2 separate regions of the Pan troglodytes genome follow, and region 1 is linked to region 2. A link is a contact called in public capture Hi-C data. All regions are on one chromosome and are shown on one strand. The core of a region is the stretch at or near the end of the contact, and the rest is flanking DNA. Distances in the headings are between cores, read along the strand shown.

Evidence for each region. Capture Hi-C pulls out chosen DNA fragments and counts their contacts.
Region 1: a capture Hi-C map of stem cell-derived neural stem cells shows a contact between it and region 2, with 2.2 times the contacts expected there. The contact joins two enhancer-like sites. A contact is called at or near these places in 1 of 7 Hi-C or Micro-C datasets (stem cell-derived neural progenitor cells) and 1 of 1 other capture datasets (stem cell-derived neural stem cells).

The regions. Positions count from the first base shown.
Region 1 is chr22:37,547,081-37,549,837 of NHGRI_mPanTro3-v2.0_pri, forward strand. All of the region lies in intron 6 of HLCS (holocarboxylase synthetase), which reads right to left. Among named protein-coding and RNA genes, the nearest start is that of HLCS, 140 kb to the right of the region's middle. Within about 2 kb of position 1,396, at least 2 of the 24 cell types and tissues checked have an H3K27ac peak or open chromatin away from gene starts, as enhancers often do. A contact at or near this core is called in stem cell-derived neural stem cells, where this site is marked.
Region 2 is chr22:37,462,944-37,465,942 of NHGRI_mPanTro3-v2.0_pri, forward strand. The region is part of intron 8 of HLCS (holocarboxylase synthetase); the gene reads right to left. Among named protein-coding and RNA genes, the nearest start is that of SIM2, 62 kb to the left of the region's middle. Within about 2 kb of position 1,653, at least 1 of the 24 cell types and tissues checked has an H3K27ac peak or open chromatin away from gene starts, as enhancers often do. A contact at or near this core is called in stem cell-derived neural stem cells, where this site is marked.

The DNA.
Region 1 (2,757 bases), core at 146-2,645, 84 kb after region 2:
AACAACAATTTATGAAGAGAAGCTCGTCAATTGTAATAAATGTACCACACTAATGAAAGATGTTAATAATAGGGGGAAACGGAGGGGGATTCGGCGGGCGAGACAGAAGGACAGGGAGGGAGTATATGGGAACTCTATACTCTGTTCAATTTTTCTGTTAACCTTAAACTGCTCTAAGAAGTGAAGTCTATTGATTAAAATATAAATAAATAAATAAATAAATAAATAAATAAATAATGCTTCCTCCCACCTTCTAAGATGCCCACATTTTACCTTTGATCATTTCTGCAGGAAACACCTAGTTTAGAATACACAGGCCACAGGAAAGAACAAAAGCTTTCACTGTTTTCAGGGTTTTGTGCTTGTATGTGTGAACATCTTTGTCACTCACGGTCAGTGACTTATACAGACATGATCTTAACAATTCAGTATGGAGAACGACTATCTTTTTTTTTTTTTTTTTTGTACTTGGCTGGATACTGTCCTGTGTAAGAAAATATATTGCAAAATGTATTCAAATAAAAGCAAGAATCAGGGTCGACTTTAATACCGTGGGGAGAAATCCGATCGATTGGGTCCATAAGGAAAGATGTATGCATTCGGTGCTCCCTAATTACAACTGCTTTGGTGGGCAGCAGCAGTGGTGAAACAGATGTTGGAGACCTATTAAAGATGGGGTTTCAAACATCTGCTTACAATTTTAAGGCAATTGTAAATACAGCAGAGAAGGTCAATTGGGCCAATTAAGGCCGATGTGCAAATCCACCACTGCAGGTTTCTTTTCAAGCTTACATGGACTTGATTTTTTATGCTTTCATTTTCTACAACCACAATTTTTTTTTAAACCCAGGAAATGGGTTTAATAACTTTTGTCCATTTTTGATTGTTATTCTTCTTAAATGGAAGAAAACTTTCTGTTCAAAGAAGTCACTGCACACCTTTTGCCTCACGATGACTCATTTTCCTTCCCTCCCCTCCCATGCTCACAGCCGGCCACTCGGCCCCGATCAAAGCGGGTTCCATATTACCAGGGAGGTGAGGAATCCCGAATACTGGGCTTCCTTTCTAAGCCATAATGAACATGGGCAAGTGTCACCTTCAGAAACTTCCGTGCCGTGGCGCACAACAGTGCTCCCAGCTGTACGGATGGGACTGCTGGGAGCATTTGCTACTTCTACCCTAGGCACCTTCACCAGCCTTTATTAGAAAATCATGAGTTTCATGAACCGTAAATACAACGGCAAACTGCACTATCCCTCTTCTAAGTAGGTAAAACTGAAATTCTCGTGGTATGCAAGGCTCATTCATGTCAGAGGCAGTAGCAGGGACACGCTCCCAGTTAATTCCAGGCCAGTGCTACAAAGTCTAAGGCCCACTTGCTGCTCAAAAATTGGCCCCCAGGGGTGGAGCGGGACTCAGAGACTGAGGGTCGGCAAAGAGGCAGAGCAGTCCAGCTCAACATTACTAGGTCATTTCTCTTAAAGCTGCACGTGTAATCGTTACTTGTGCTAAGTAGGTAAAAAAAAGTCCAAGTATCACAGGCATCAAAATGGCCTCCTCTGGGAGAGTAAGAAATAAGCCTGGCCTATCTTCCTTCCTATGAGCTCTGTGATGGCCACCGGAGTATATTTTGCCACCTCTTCTTGGTGGCCCAGACCACTCAACTGCTCTCTTTATATAGAGAAAAAAACCAAGGTTGGGCAAACCTAGATTCAAATTCTGCACTTCTTAGCTGAGTGACCTTGAAGCCTCTGTTTCCTCATCTGTAAAATGGGAATATTGCCATTTCTAGAGCTCTAAAAGTTGATACAAAGTAGGTACTCAATAAATGTTGAGTTCCTAAAGGTGATACACAGTAGGTACTCCATAAATGTTGGTTTCCTAAAAGTGATACATAGTAGACACTCCATAAATTTAGTTTCCTAAAGTTGATGTGTGGTGGGCACTCAGTAAATGTTGGCTTTGTAAAGTTGGTACATAGTAGGCACATAATAAATGTTGCTTCCTAAAGTTGATACCTAGCGGCAGTCAATAAATGTTGGTTTCCTAAAGAAAATACACAGTAGGCACTCAATAAATGTTGGTTTCCTAAAGTTCCTATACATTAGGCACTCAATAAATGTCGAGGTCCTCTGTCCTCCTGAGACCTTTGGGACCTCCACCAAGACATTTCCAAGGGGCCTAGACTGGTGTTTCCAACCGGGGGGGCAGTTCCCCTGAATGTTTCTATTTGTTTATTTTCAGGGGGAGGTATATCCAGTTTTTGTGCTGTTGTTGATATTGTTGTTGTTATTATTTGCTTTGTTTTTGGCGAAACAAAGAGTGGATAATGAAACTACAAAAAAATTCTAAAAGAAGAATCCTTGAGGCAGCAGAATGGGAAGAAATAGTTTTCAGAACAAAGAAAATTCTGAAGGAAAGTCAATATACCGCACAGAAATATAGGTTGAGAAAGAACTGTTTTTCCCTTACATCTCCTTTTTACTTTTCAACCTTGAGGCTCAGCTCACTCAGGTCTGAGCAAGAATAAAGAGTCCTGCTTGTCTAAACAACTGCTAAATCTGAAGGCAAACAGCTCAACTCCATGTGGTTCTTCAGCAACATTCCTGTCAACAAACCCCGTCTTGGCTCGATTGGTCCAACAATGCCAGATTTAGAGCCATCCGCTCATCCTTCTTCCAGGATGCAAGGGGATTTTCAAAAGGCCATTCCAGGAACAGCTCTCACAATTTTTGTAGCCTTTTCAAAAACACAAAA
Region 2 (2,999 bases), core at 403-2,902:
TATCCACCACCACCGCCACCATGGAGTAGCTAACTAACGTGCTAGGGCCAGAGGGTGGGGAGAGAATAGTAATCTCAGGGGGCGTCTCCCTTCAGGAACCCATGCTTGAGAGACAAAGATGGCCCTGAATTAACCAAGGTCACAAAAGGCAGGTAGAAATGTCTTGAGTAGCAGGCAGTGGCCAGGCGCGCTGGCTCACACCTGTAATCCCAGCACTTTGGGAGGCTGAGGCGGGCGGATCACAAGGTCAGGAGTTCGAGACCAGTCTGGCCAACATAGTGAAACCCCATCTCTGCTAAAAATACAAAAAATTAGCTGGGTGTGGTGGTGTGCATCTGTAATCCCAGCTACTTGAGAGGCTGAGGCAGGAGAATTGTGTGAACCCGGGAGGAGGAGGTTGCAGTGAGCCGAGATCGTGCCACTGCACTCCAGCCCAGGTGACAGGGCGAGACTGTCTCAAAAAAAAAAAAAAGAATGCTGTGAAGATGCAGAGGAGAAATTCACGTTAGCGAAAGCCTCGCAGAACTGCTAATGGTCATCTTGGGTAATGGAACTGGACTTGTCATGTGGCCTATTGCCTCTGCATCTTGAATGGTGTGGCCTGGGGGTGGGGGGGCTCTCCCTGTCATCAGCTTACAGAATGGACCAAGACTGGACAGTGTCTTGAACAAGGCCACCCAGGCCTCTCTGCCTATCCACTGTGACTCTGAAGTTGGGACACAGAGACGGGGCTAGCCGAGTGGGTGTCGGAACCACCAGGTCTTTTAGACCTCGGGCTGGCAGCCAGGCTGTGCCATGTGTGGGTAAAGGAAGCCTGTCTGGAGATGCAAGGCTGGAAGAGAACATTCAGCAAAATAAAGCTAAGGGAGCAGAGAGTAGCTGATGGCCTCCAAGGGCCACGGGGCTGGTCTTCCCACGTTGCAGGCCAGGCATGGCACCAAGCACCTTCTCAGCATTATCTACGTGTTACTCACACCCAGCCCATGTGTTGGTGCTAGCGCATCCCCAGGGAACGGAGGGAGAAACGGAAGCTTAGAGAAATTATGTGGCTTGCCTGAGGTTATAGCACTTGAAAGCCACGGAGCTAAAATTCAAACCTTTCTGCCACCAGGCCTGGGTGAGGAATCCTATGCCACGCGGCCTGTTGCTTCCATGAAATCCCTTCCTCCTTCCAACAGGCCTTCTTTTGACTTCGGCCCGTTAGAGCATATTGGAAGCTCATCTGCCCTAAAACAGTAGTTTAGGCTGAGAGAAAAAATACAGGAATAGGAGCACAGGAGAACAAAAAGTTTAAGTAAACCAAGCATGGGGGGTGTGCAATGACCCAGAACTGATCAACAGCTTCACGTTTCTTTTCTCTCTAGAACGGGGGTTCTCAGTGGGAGAGGGGTGGATTTGGCGATACTGGGAGACTTCCCTGGTTGTCACAGCCTGAGGGAGTGCTACTGGCGTCTAGAGAGTAGAGGCCGCAATGCTGACACACATCCTTTAAGGCACAGGACATCCCCACGACAAACATGCCAGGGCCCACATATCAATAGCACTGGGCTGAGAAAGTCTCCTCTAGGAAACCTGTGTCTAGGAGGCTCTGCTCTTCATCACTGCCCCCAGTTCCCTTTCCTGCCCCTCTCTCGCCTTCCCACACCCCCCTGTGCCCACCACATGGCCAGGGGAATGAGCCCCTGCCTCGCCGGCGGGAGGACACCTGCAGAGTTCCCAGAGCTGTCAAGCTCCTCCGCCACGTGCATGGCAGCTGGTGCCTGGGCGGGCCCTGCACTTGGGCTCCAGCTCGCCTTCATGGCTTCAGATCTCATCGGCTCATGAAGCAGCTCATGAAACTCTGGGTTCTCACGCAGGTAAACAGGACCAGCATTTCCACATGAAGAGGAGGACTGTGTGCTCATTTTTCATTTTCTCAATCATTTATTCCAACAGCTGCTGTGATCCTCCCACATAAAAAAAGACCAAAATGAAACAAATCCTGCTTTTGAAGAGCTGCTAACATCATGGGAGACGGAACAGGTGCACACATCACTCCTCTTCAAAGCCACACGTGGTGGATACCATAAAAGAGGCTTCAACATGGCAAGTGCTGGACAGTGCTGGAGGAAAGAGCTGGAAGTAGCTGGAGGGTCTGAGAATGGCACTGGAGCTGGGCCTTAAGGATGAACAGAATTTTAAGAAGCAGAGAAGAGAGCAGGGGTAGGGGTGTGTGGGTGGAGGGAGGGTGCGGGGCCCAGGGGGACTTCATGGACAGAAGAAAGAGCAGGAGTGAGAATGGGCGGCCCAAGGCGAGTTCCGGAAGGAATGCCTGCGTCCCAGCGAGGCCGCCTTGGGTCTGGGGAGGGTGGTCATGATTTGTGTGCTGACGGTGACATCTGGTTAGGGACCAGTTGGGGTCCTAGTGAAGGCCACACAAAAAGTGAAATCCAAACAACAGGGGCCTATTTCAATCAAAGTAGCTGCACTGTGTCAGCTAACTTGACTATGTTAAAAAAGAAACCCAATTCAAAATCAAATGTCCCATCACACAGGTGAGGCTGGGCAGCTGACTGCAGAAGAGGGAAAGAACATTGGTACAAGCTTCTTAAGGAGAACGGGAACACAAATTCCCCCGACCCCGTTCACCGCTGAAGGCAAGCTTCCCACTTCCATCCTGGCTTCCAGCGCCTGGCGCACGCAGCCTCTGAGCACAGCAGGCCCTCAAAGAATGCTCGCTAAGGGAACTAGTGGGGCTCCAAGGTCAAAGTCAAAGCCATGAAAAAGCTAAACAGACCAAACAGACTCATTTAATGTTCTCGGCTTAGTGTTTGTTTTACTTATTTTCCTAAGACTAACTTGTTGCTAGAGTTAATTTCTCCCATGACAGGACTTTCTTTCTTCCTTTTTTTGATACGAGTCTCACTCTGTCGTCCAGGCTGGAGTGCAATGGCACAATCTCGGCTCACCGCAACCTCTGCCTCCCGAGTTCAAGCGATTCTTGTGCCTCAGCCTCCCGA